Linked DNA regions of Triticum aestivum: region 2 is linked to region 1. A link is a contact called in public Hi-C data. All regions are on one chromosome and are shown on one strand. Each heading gives the region's core, a stretch centred on a gene start, on an enhancer-like site or on the middle of the called end of the contact. The rest is flanking DNA. Distances are from core to core; before and after follow the strand shown.

Region 1 (6,468 bases), core at 1,860-4,359:
CTCAGTCAAGTTCTCTCACTATTTATTTCCCACTTCCCAGACAGATGATTTGACCAGATAATACCAGAAAAATATTCACAGGAAAGGATATCATGGCAATCTATATTTGCTCCCAAAGATAATACTCACATACCTCGGCTACTTCTCTATACTGTACCAGCACAATGTGGTCGTATGCACTGCAGAAAAGGAGAATATGTATTATAATAAATAGTACCAATCGCTCTTCTTTGCATAGAAAAATGTTTGCAATGTTTCCTAGATAGCAAATGAATAGCAAGTACTCCCTCCGCTCACTATTACAAGACGTTCACTATTTTCGTGTGTTTCTTCACTCATTTCAGTCCGTATGTAGTCCATATTGAAATATCCAAAACATCTTATATTTGTGAACGGAGCAAGTAGCACTCAGGCATCTTAGCACAATTGCAACCTAACGGTAACATAAAATTATAAATGGCATAGTTCACAATCTCAAAGAAGTCTTAAGATACTGAGATAGCTTAATGGCGAAGCTGATCTTACGGTTCCAGCATCCAGAAACATCGTCTCTGAAAATATGGATTTTGCTCTCCATGAGCATAGTAGCAACTCAGAGCATCAATATTTCCAACCTGCATTGATATGAAAATGTCATATACTCCCTCCGTCCGGAATTACTTGTCATCGAAATGGATGAAAATGAATGTATATAAAACTAAAATGCATCTAGACACATTCATATCTATGACAAGTATTTCCGGACGGAGGGAGTATAAGATTAAGTGCTAAGTGTGTTGATTAACAACTAATTCTGAAGTTCTACTTATAAACTTTTCGGTAAAATCCATTACTCCCTCCGATCCATATTAATTGTTGCTGATTTAGTACAAAGTTTCTAAAAAAAAAGGGGCAGCCCCAGTGCATGTAGCTCCCGCTTGCGCAGGGTCTGGGGAAGGGTCCGACCACTTTGGGTCTATTGTACGCAGCCTTTCCCTACATTTCTGCAAGAGGCTGTTTCCAGGACTTGAACCCGTGACCATGAGGTCACAAGGCAGCAGCTAACCATACAACATCTTCTCATTTCTAGGCATGTGTATTAGCACTGCTGTGATTGCTAAGATATCACAACATACATAGACACATGTATTGCTAAAAGAAAGGAACAAGCCCAATACACTGTTTGCAAGAACAGTAGATGTAAGACTCCTGTCACTTGCACTGTCTCTCATAAATTAAAGTTATCTCTAGAATTAAATATTCAAATTCCAAACCATAAGTAAGTTATCTGCAGAGAACACCAAATAAAGATATTTCAGCTATACAATATTCAGGTAAAAGAATGATCGCAAAAAAAATCAAGTAAAAGAATGACTAAAAAATGACATAGTTGTTTCTTGTTGCCTTGTCCCAATTCCAATGTATTGCTTGCCAGAGCAGTAAAAACTATACGGTAAAGCAGATTGGGCAAAGATATCCATTTAAGAACTATAAATGAATATGTACAAATGTCAACGCAATTCAACTAAATGGATGTGAATGATCTGAATAATTTGTGATATTTTATTTTCCAGACAACATCACACAGACTGTACAATTGTGTCGCTACTTGCAAGGATGATGCATTATTAGAAGGAACTTGCACACATAGTGACCCGACAAGTCCTGACAGACGGCAACCTCTCTTGTTGGCAAGAGTGTTGACAAGACAAAATAACTGGAATACTGTGACACTATACTGAGCTTTCTGAAGCAAACCTTCAATCGCTCGTGAGCCTCCCCGACAGTTCTTCCGTCTTTCTTCCTTCGCCATGCATAACCATCTTTCCGGAAAAACCGATTCACACGGCGATTGTAAAGGAATAATGCACCACCTAGAGAACAAATGACGCTGTTATTGTAAAATATAAGTAAAAGCAAATTTCTCAAAATTAAGGAGATGTGCTTACTGGGTGGCTTATTCGGTGGCTCGTGGGTGATCTGGAGCTGCTCATGATTCAACAGGATATAGTAGACTTCAGAAGGCTTTAACCACCTGCTCTTTGCTTCTCTGAGAAGCACGTTGATGTCGAAACCTAAGCGAGGAAGAACTGGAAGATAAGATAAAGTAGTAGTCGGTTGTGTACCAGGCCCAAAATTAAGGTAACCTTTAGTTATGCATGAGTTGAAGCAATCAATCATTCTCTCCTCGAAACAATGATGCTACATAAAGCTGGGAAGTCAAACATGATCCAATGTTTGCACAAGCACAACAATATGGTGAAGACCAGAATTACTTGAAATCCTAAGACAAGCCTAGTGCCACCCAACAAATCTTAATGAAAATAATAGTTCTGCTTCCAGAAGTTTATACTCTACATTCGATCAGAATTAAAACGGAAATATTTAAGACTTGGAACCCTAGGTCATGGAAAACAAGCTGATTAAACCATCTTGAGCAACAGTTGAACTCTTCTTTGATTAAACGGTACTGTAGCAGTTACGGCCATTGACCTTGTAATAAGAATTAAAAAATAGAGTATAACATGAAAAAATGGCCCCGGCTACTGAAAAGGATCGGCTGCAGACCAAATTTGATCATCGCCGCAATAATATTAGAAGGGCCCAAGAAAGAGCAATTCCAAGGTGAAATACACAATCTAGCGTTAAATGCCTTACACAAGAAGAAGAAGGCCTCCTTGCTACTGCATCAACCTTAACAAGCACTAGACTCCCCGGTCAAGAAGTCGAGTCCCGCCCAGGTCAACTCACAAGCCCTACCAAAGAATCAAACGGAACAAAGGATGAGAGAGCTCCACTCACTCTGGCTCATGGTCACTTGCGGAGATCCGGCCGCCTCGAAGCTCTCATGGAAGGAGGGGGTTGGACGAGAACTCCACGAAATGGAAGCCCCGACTCCAAACAAACAAGAACTGAAACAGTAAGGAAGCAAGTGGGTGAAGGCGCTGATGCTGCTTGTGCTTGGACTTGGATGGGGGGGTAGGATAGCACCAAGGGTTCTTTCCCAGAAAAGTGCAACAGCTGGGACGCAGGAGGGGAAGAGAAGTTGCTGTGACCCGAGATGGAGTGGGGATCGGCTCGGCTCCTTCCTTCCGTTCCGTGATTCAAGAATCAACGCGGAGAAGGAGACCCGCTGTTTTGTCCCCTTGTGTTGTCCACCCCAAAGTACTGGTACCGAATAAAGTGGTGCTGCATTGTACGCGCGCACGTGGAAATTCCACCGTGCAAGGCCGACACCTGCCTTCTTGAGGCTCTAGACGACTCCGGCATCCCAAACCAGTCTCAAACACTTGGGCGGACGGTCTGATTACTGACCGGTCATAAAAATTCAATTTAGATGGGCACTTCAAAAGGGGCTCAAACAGGCGAACTAACCGGTGCCTCTCATATCCAGCTCAAATATGTCGCGGATATGGGGCACCGGGCGTGCCCGGACGCGTCCGTCATGTCGGACTGATGATGAAGTCCTACGCGGAATCGCCCAGAAACCCGACGATCCGACGGACATCTCCTCATGTGGGGGGTGTGAATGCCACGTGACGCCGCTTCGGCTTGCCGTCCGAGGCCAAATTCGGCTATTTAAACCGGTTGGCGTCCCTCAACCCTAGCCCATCCACCTCCCCCTCTCCGCGCCGTCAGCCTGAGCCCATCTACCTTCTCTCTCCCGCTCTTCTCACGCTCTTTGGCTTCGCCATGGTCCGGCAGAAGATAACCACGTACGTTATGCTCACGCCAGAGCGCCAGTACTAGATCGAGGAGGAGATCCAGGCGAGGCGCACTACATGCCCCGCCGGCATCACTACCGGGCTGCCTTCGGACTCGTCAAAGCCGAAGGAGGAGGAGGATGAACAGGCGGTGGAGGAGGAGGGACAGAAGCAGCAGCCGACTCCCATGGAGGTGGCGGATCCGGAGGAGGACGAGGCGGAGCAGCCGGAGCTGGAGCTGGCGCCGGCTCCGGGTTTCAATATGGAGGACGTGGAGGCGGAGTTCGCCGTCGCCCAAGCGGCCGATATGGCGGAGTAGTAGGCCATCCTGGAGTCCATCCAGAATGAAGCCTATGTGGAGGCCAACCGACAGTTCATCCGACAGGGACGAGCGGCGACCGCCGCGCTCTTCGATGAGGTCGAAGCGGAGATGGATGCGGAGGCTGACGCGGAGGAGCCGAAGCTACGGTTGCGGCCCATGTACCTGGAGCCGGGCACGGAGATAATGGACACTAGGGTAGTTGATCTACGTAGTATGTGGATTTTATCCTGGAGATAATGGACACTAGGGTAGTTGATCTACGTACTATGTAGATTTTATCCTTTTCATGCTTTTGTATGGATTTAAGATTTCTAATATGAGGTATCTGGATGCAAATGAGAAAATTTTAGGATTGGCCGGCCACTGCCCGAGGACATGCCTGGGCGCGTCCGCGGGCGTTTCAGGGTCCGGATTTTCCTAGTCCAGTTGTAGATGCTCTTAGTTTAGACTGGTATAAGGGCATCACCAAAGCTGACTCTTAAAGTGTCAGCATACATTCGGCCGCGCTGTCCAGACCCTGGAAACCATCCAACGCCAAACTCATCCGTCCATGGAGTAGTCCGGACCATGTTTTTCCCACAAACTGGAACCAAGCGTGGGGACTATGTGGGAGTTTGGACACGAGACACATCTGACTCTTAAATCCATGGCCCACCCAAAAGGAAGGCGCATCCCACACTTTTGTAGCATCCTGCATTGTTTCTGCGCCAAAATCCCCCACTCTCTTCTTCCATCATGCCAGTCTTCACCCAATTCCCGCTCTTTTTTCCACATTCTTCTTCGCTCCCGATGTCGATGCATGGAACCGGACGAGAACCAGCCAGAGATGGAGGTGGTGGAGGTGCAGGAGGATCCGAGCATCACGCTCACCCAGAAGATCAACTCGGTGACACGACAAAATCACCGCGTCAAAGCGAAGGCCGCAAAGGAGGAAAAACTCAGGAAGTGGAAGGCCAGCGAAGGGCGTGCTGATGGAGGCCGTGACGGTGGGCGTGCTGGTCGCGGCCAAGGCTGCGGAGCCTCGATGGTGTCGCCTACCGTCCAGATGCCGCCATGGCTGGAGCATTACAAGGTTGGGTACAACTTCGCCACCAAGTAGCTCGATAGGTAGTCCACGACAACCGCCGCCGGGGGTGACTCCCGGATAATTAAGCTACAGTGAACATCTGCTAATGATGCCACATCACGTCGGTTACTGTTGATAAACTCGCAATGATTCGAGACCGATTCAAATTCAAATTAAAAATCACGTCAAACGGTAAATGTTTTCAAACATTAAAACTAAAATGTTCTAAATGTGTCAGATAAATCATACATAATTGTGGTGGAGAAACCAAACTTTGCTAAAGTGTTTAAAGGCTCTAAAATAGTTAAAACAATAGTTAAAACAATTAGATAAACACATATTGAATTTTATAAAATATTAAACTATTTTATTATGGATTAAGAATTACTGTGGCAGTATTATAATTATAAATACAAATTTAGGCACCAGTGATAATTTTTATAAAACTAAAACTAAAACAGGACTAAAAAAAGAGAGAACTAAAAAAATAAAATAAAAGAACAACAAAAGGTTTCCCCTCGCTGGGCCTCGGCCTAGCTGGCCACTGGGCTGGCCAGGCCGGCCCAGTCGGCGCCCCCATAACCCCCCGACTCACCCGTGACCTAGACCGGTCCACCCATCCCACTTCCCCAACGATTCACTCCTCCCCTTCCTTCCCCCGTCTGGATCGGGATCGGGGCAATCGCGCCTCCGACCCCGCCGACACCGATACCGCGCGCCACCCCGCCGCACATCGCCGACGCCCCGAAGCCTGCTGCCGTCACCAAACCTCCCGTGCCTCTCCCTCGCCGGACCTCCCTGCACCTCGACGCCCCCTTCTCGCCAGCGCATGTGAGCGCTCCCCCGTCCTCCCTCTCTCTGCTCGTTGTGGCCGCGTCTGCTTGCCCCATCACGCTTCGGCGAGTTCACATTGGTCGTGCCCGTGAGCCCCGGCCGCGCCCGCGCACGCCCACTGCTGCTCTCTGCCACCGCTGCGCGCGCCTTGCTGCTCCCCTGGACACACCTATCTGCACCGGCGCGCCGCCGCGCCTGGCCACAGCCGCTGCCCGCCCGCGAACTCGCCTCCGCGCACGACTGCCTACTCGTGGCCTCGCCCCCCTGCTCACACCTCTCGCCTCACTCGCCGTTGTCGCCGCCCTCGCCCTCCCGCTGGCCGTTGCCTGCGCGCTCCATGGTCGCTCGCTGCTGCTGTAGCTGCGGTGCTACCTACCTCCGCACCCAGGCGCGCTCCACTGCTGCCCCTGTCCTCTGCTGCCTTCAATGCTGCTACTGCCCCCTGCTACCGCCGCTGGCTGCCGCCGCCGCACCGCACGCATCGGCGCCCCTGCCCCGTGCCCACCTCTAGCCGTCGTCGGGAGCGGCCGGAAGAGCCACACGGCGAGCTCGGCCTCGCCCCC
Region 2 (6,468 bases), core at 2,900-5,399, 180 kb before region 1:
GATCACCAGCTCTGCCCGTTCACAGGGCATACCAAACCATTCACATGTTCCACTGAATAGTTGAAAACCGGCAAGAGAGTGAACACTGCATTTATCTCGAAAATCGAATGAACATGGAGCAGACTGTATTGTCAACAGCACAAAATTTCCCATCTCCATCATTAATCCAGCCAAGCAATAAAAGGAAAGAGAACAAGCCCACGAGGAGCTCAAGCTTCCACTAAATATAATATTAAATTGCCGAACCAGTTCACCGAGTTCAAATCAGAATTTTGAAATCATCGAGTTCAACATTATATAAGGACGCATCGCTATAGATTAAAGGAAATACAACATCTTAGGTAAATTTGGTACATTAATAATTTCCGGGTACATGGGGAAGTCCAGTGGCGTCTCCCCCCTCGAACTTGATGGCTCCTATGCTCAACACCATACCTGAACAGAGTAACGCCGTCAGCAAGCCATGAGGCTCCATAGCTTTCCTTTGACTAGTCGCCGCATCAATCGCCTCCCAATGCTTCTTTTACTCTAGAAGATGATATCCATGGCGCGATAAACTCCGAGTGTTAGAAATGCCTAAGAATTAACAGTCAGAAGTCCACGACATAAGCTGCTTGCCCTGGCAGTATTGTTCCAAGTCATCAGCCAAAAATAAGATGGCATAATAGAACTAAGACACCAACAAATGTTGACTTGTTGTCATCTGTGTAGTACATTTCACACTTCAGACACCCAAGCTATCTTCAGTGTTCAGAGTTGTTGCCCTCTTCTATTCAGCAGTCTGCGCCGCCACGTCTTCATTCACCTCTGTAATAACCTTAAGAAGGTCCACTGGGGTTGCAGCAGGATCGAGCTCATGACAACCTTCCGGGGCATTGTTGCCTTCTTCACCAGTCAGCAGTCGAGAAGGAACCTGATGCGAGAATCGAAACAGCTCACCCTTTGGTATCCTCCTCACCTCCTTGGGGTCCATGTGCCTATGGAACACAGCTTTGAAGCCAGCAACCTTCAACAATGGAATGACGGTCAGCCCTTGCTCCTCAGTGAAATCATCAATAACTTCAACAATCTCGTATTTATATATCACATCATCAGGTGTAAGCTCGTTCCAATCAGGAGACCAGTCTCGGTACAAAGCCCATGTATCACCTTTCTGAGGAATAATTCTGATAATCCCACGGGGGCCTTTAGTCCAGCTGACTTTGTGCGAAAATATGTTGACTGTTTCCGTAATCTGGTACCTTCCAACCCTAAAATCGCCACATGTTTTCTGGAAACCAGAGGCAACCCAGTTTATTGGCGACAGTTCAATATTGGATTTGGAATTGAGGAAACTCATGCGGATTCTGAAAGGTCTCATTGAAAGAACTTTCTGCACCATTGCATATAGACGAGGCATTCCATCCTCACTGTCATATGTAGCCCATACTTGGTCACTATAAAAAGCTCTCTCTGTGCGATCCTTATCAAAATCATGGAAGTCAGGATCTGGGACATCAATCGAAACAGGCACACGCTTCTGTTCTGGATTCTTTTCATCAGTTGCAGTTGCAGGTATGTGGGTGTCGACACTTATTGAACTGCATAGCTTGAGTCCTTTGCCAGGCTTGCCAGAGAGGACCCCATTTGCCTTTATGTTGTTGTCACTAGGATATACCTTTCCTTCTGACTTCCTTTTCTCTGCAAACCGTGAACATGCTGCCATGCTCAGCTCTTGCAATTTTCCCCGGACGGCTTCTTTGGCTTTCTCAACAAGTAGACCCCGTGTATCAATCTGGGAGATCTCTCTCAAAACATTAGCTCTCCTTACACTCACTGCAGATCTCATCTTTTCCACTGAAGTGCCATTAACCCGCCCCACATCAGTGAAAGCATTTGTCTCTGTGCTTACAACCACTGTTTCTTTGTTATCTCCAGCATAATCCACAGTAGTATAATCATTACTATGCCTTCTCCGCTTTGCAAACCGGCCACGCCTTGAAGTAGTTCTCTCAGGGTCACATGTGTTTCCACTTTCAGGGTAGTTGTAGCTGTAGCTCTCTTCATTTCTTCTAGGTTTCTCGGAAGCCTGGGTACTGTACGCATTTGTGTCAGCTGCAGGCGCTGTCTTGGAGTACTGATTCCACTGAAAGCTTTGACTGTTGTAGGAATCGTAAGTACTATCTTGCTGATACCCCACATGCCCTGTCCCCGGAATGCTAGAAGTCCTGCTTGTTGAGCCATATGAATGTTTGGTGGAACTGTGGTTCTGTGGCTGCTGCTTGGTTGACCAGGAGAAAGATGAACTGCTTCCGTTGCAAGGAAATCCAGTCTCTACCGCCATGAACGCATGATGGCAGTTTGGGCACAGAAGGTTATGATTAAGATACATTCTTAAGTACTCATACTGCATACGGCAGCGATTGCAAGATGTCCAGAAAGTATCAACACCAGCAGGACGAGCAGTAGCCTCAGCAGCAGCCGCCGCAGCAGCCGCAGCGGCGGCGGCAGCAGCAGCATTCTTTCGAGCTCTCTTGGTCGCCTTCTTGTCATACGTATACATGCCATTGGTTACGTTGACAACAGAATGATCTGACCTCTTCTGATCATAAATTGTCTTCCGACTAGTATCAGACAACACACTCCAAGCCTCAGAGATCAGTTTAAAGGCCTCCTCAGCACCGACTGACTTGTTCTTATCAGGGTGCAGCTGGAGAGCTAGCTTCCTGTACTGCTTCTTCACATCCTCTTCATCTGCAAAGGCGGGCAGGGACAAGATCCGGTACCAGTCACTCTCTCCATCAATCTTGGACTCCGCTGCAAGATGAACTTCAAGAGTCGACGCCATCTGGGATATGCCCTCAAGTGATGGGCAGAGATTCTGGGCCTTGACCGCGTACTTGCGTGCGCCCCTGAGGTCGCGCGCATGAAACTTGCTCTCTGCAGTATTTCGTGCTTTCAAAGCTTCATCCATATTGTACTCCACACTCATCTCCACCTTGGAATTAGATCAACAGACAGCTGGACTTGAGCAAGAATGAAGAAGCCCAGGACCAAAGAAATGAACAAGAGTTCACTGCACAGTACTGTTGATCTTAACCTTGAGAGCTATGAGAACTCCATTGATCTGCAGCAAAGTAGGGCAAATGATAAGAATATTGAGGAACAAAATACAGAGCACACTCGATGGAACCGCAAACAACATAGCACAGCATCGACAGCAAAGTGAAACCTGAGAAAACATGTAAACCAAACAGTGAAGTAGACGGACACTGTGAATTTCGGCACTATCAGCCGGAAACGATCTATTAATTTCTAATAACTTGGCAGGACTGGAAAACAATCTGGAAGCGAAATCTATCTCGTCATCATTTAATTTCAGCTCCGCCAAATTTATTTGGCAGTACAACAAATCTACTCCACTAGAATGGACTACGCGCCACTGAGATTTGCTTCAGCGAATCGGAACTTGAAAGCTTAGCAGATCAGCGACCAGAGCTACACCGACTCGCCCAAAAAGGCAATTAATCTTGGGTAGCAAGAGACAGTGCGAGAAAGATCCAACCCAGCTTCCTCCACAAAACTAGAGAATCTGGAGCCGCGGCTCCCCCGGAACAGCGCCAAAACCCAAGCGAAATGAACACATCCAAGTGCCAGGAAGCGTCCAAATCAGCTGAAGAACAGCCCAAAACCCCATCAGGAATCCGGCCGAGAGGACCACCGATCCGCGCGATCCGCGTCCCCGGCGCACCGACCCAGCAGCGGCGCTGACCCCGGGTGCTCAAAATCTAGAGCCCCAAGAACCCTAGGCCGCCAGATCTGCCGCGACAGGCCACGGCCGGCGGCGAAAAGCACCTGAATCGAGAGCCAAGGAGGAGAGGAGGCGGGGGAGGACGTACCCATGCGGATCGGCTGGAGCAGGCGCAGGAATCGGGGCGGATTGGAGGCCACGAGCTCCCCCGAATTGCGAATCCCTCGGCCCCGGATTTAATTTCGGGGGGAGGAGGAAGGAGCTCTAAAAAAATGAAGCTTTTTAGCTCAAGACTTTTAGTCAAAGCCCCAAAAATCGTAATACCAAATGAGAGGGGTAGCAGCAGAGCAGCAGTAGTAGTAGAAAAGGAGAGAGTGTAGGTCAGGCCGTGTGCCTGTGTGTCCTGTAAAAATAGAGATAGATTATTATTCCACTTTGTTTTTTGTTTGCCTTTAAAAGTTTCAAACTTTGCCCTCATTTGGTGCCCCAAATTAGATCCTCTCACAGTCCAGGCCCAAACCCCAGGTCAGGTGTCAACCCAGGGGCTTTCTCGCCATTTCCGGCTCAGATACAAAACATACTGGAGTACTACTAGTATTTCTTTATCTTTAGGGGGGGAAAGCTGAGTTGATTATGTGCTTTAATTCTGGTTTTAATATTATTAATTGCCGTTTTAAGCTGTAGATTTGACGTTAATACAGGGCGGAAGCACATGGGGAAGTGTCCTAAATATCACCAGGTGGGCCCACTCGTCATAGTACTGGAGTGTATACATGGGCAGGTACGTATACGCATATATAAGGTGAGAAACCTTTATTAGGGAGGGGCTATTTCTGTAAAACCACAGCGGTGGGTACAGTAGGAGCGTAACCCTAGTGCTGTGTTGTTAGATCAATCAGATGTGACTAGGGTTGTTTCAGGTATTTCCTACTACTCCCTAGCAAGGATTATGCCTAGGGTTAAGTTAAAATCACAACCACCAGCCACAAAAAGCTTTGCTCTCCTCTCCTCTCCTCTCCAGTCCAGTGAACCCTAATATATATATTTTTTCCTGAGAAGAGATACCTTGTGTGCAGACTGAGAACCTTTTCTCCCCCCCCCCCCCCATGTGGGCCCCACTCTCCCTGTTACCCTTTAAGTACACACACACACACACCCTCTCTACATCATCACCTCACCAGCAATTTGTACTGGTATCTCAGAGGAAATAATAAAAGTAGGCATACGACAATAGCAGCACAAGAACTAGCAAAATATCTAGCACTGCTGACACACCTGCTACTTATATTCTGTTATTGCAACAAAAAAATCCAAGGATGCTGCTGGTAATACATCATGGCACAGCCCTAGGTTCAAATTTGCCTCATTTGAGCATGCAAAGAAAAAGTAGACAAGAAGAGGGAGTCTGCATTCAGCTCTGAGCTGCATCCAGTTTCAGAATGCCTCTTGTGTGATCTTGAACCATGCCACTCTGTGCTCTTGTTGATAAGCCTGGAGATCCCAGCTGTTCAGATTTCAGTGTGTAGTAGGTTAACATTGATTACAGATTGAGCTACTGTAGAAAAGTGTCTTCACAAGGAAAATGTGGCAGCTGACTTGTGTGAGAACTGAGCCGAGCAGATTGTGTTTCTGTCACTTTGTTCAAGAACTGATAGTTGTTTGGCAGTAGCGCCTAGGAGCTGAATCTTCAGGTGATAGGATCAGCTAACATACATGTTGCCAGTCACCAAAGGAAGATCACTTGGATAATAATGTGTCATGTTCACAAGCCTAAACAACAAAGTCTGTAGGAGTTTTGCTGCCAGACCAAAGTAGGAGCGTCCATGATGGGCAGCACAGATAGATAGATAGATAGATAGATGGCCAGATCTGCAAGTAGCTTGAAGTTAGGTAGTTGATGTGTTCAGTTTCAGGATGGAACTAAGATCACAGTCAAGGAGCATACCTGGCACATAAATAGCACGGAAACTCCAGCGACAAAAAGTGGAGGTGCTCCACTCCACAATCATTTTGCAGTTTGAATTCCTGACTCTGGTCATTTGAGGGTATTATTCCATAGTATACTACTCCTTATATATATACATGAAAGAGCATGAGAACATTTACTAGTCACAAGTTTCATACACGGCAAGAAAGTCTAATAAAAATAGCCGGGCAGTTTCACAAGTTTGATGTTTCCAGCATTGGCAGAAATCATACAAGGTGTTATCATCAGAGAGGGTTCATTACAGCCAAAGTAAAGTAGCATTTGACAGATAAATACACAGTCGCATCCTCGGACAAAAAAACCCTGCAATTTACATCTGGGGACGGGTTGCTTACAGTACAAACTATAAAATGGTCTGCAACTATACAAACAAATAAACTTTAACTTCTTGTATCTTGGTTCATGTATCATATGTTTAATAATGTATGTATGGTACATGGTACAACGGGGATGGTCTATCCATGGAAAAAAAAAGTTCATCACCGGACAGATCGATAGAGGTGAGAGTAGACTCGCTTGGTCCTGTGAACAATGACAAGGCTCAAGCCAGCACCCACGACGCAAAACGCCGACATGATCAACGAGCTGACAAAGAAGCAAACAGCCCCTTCACACTTCAGTGGCCCATCTGCAAGTAAACCCATGCCCTGAAGAAACTGTGGAGACGACGACGCTGAGCTTTGACGGCGCTGTGCTTGCCTCTCAGCTTCATAGTCATAGAAGCTACTGGCAATGAGACCTGAGAAGATCA

Evidence for each region. A called contact is a pair of places that touch in the nucleus more often than the background predicts.
Region 2: a Hi-C map of leaf shows a contact between it and region 1, with 4 times the contacts expected there. The contact joins the promoter of LOC123045310 here to the promoter of LOC123045307 in region 1. A contact is called at or near these places in 3 of 5 Hi-C or Micro-C datasets (all in leaf).

What each region holds. Positions count from the first base shown.
Region 1 is chr2B:432,245,469-432,251,936 of IWGSC CS RefSeq v2.1, reverse strand. LOC123045307 (calmodulin-binding transcription activator 4) reads right to left here and starts at 3,109. Exons shown (of 12, transcript XM_044468310.1): 1 at 2,782-3,109; 2 at 1,929-2,054; 3 at 1,738-1,853; 4 at 526-614; 5 at 134-179. The coding sequence starts at 2,791.
Region 2 is chr2B:432,422,674-432,429,141 of IWGSC CS RefSeq v2.1, reverse strand. LOC123045310 reads right to left here and starts at 4,149. Exons shown (of 2, transcript XM_044468314.1): 1 at 3,879-4,149; 2 at 216-3,106. The coding sequence starts at 2,971. The coding sequence ends at 770. LOC123045309 (protein NUCLEAR FUSION DEFECTIVE 4) reads right to left here. Exons shown (of 3, transcript XM_044468312.1): 3 at 5,684-6,468. The coding sequence ends at 6,197.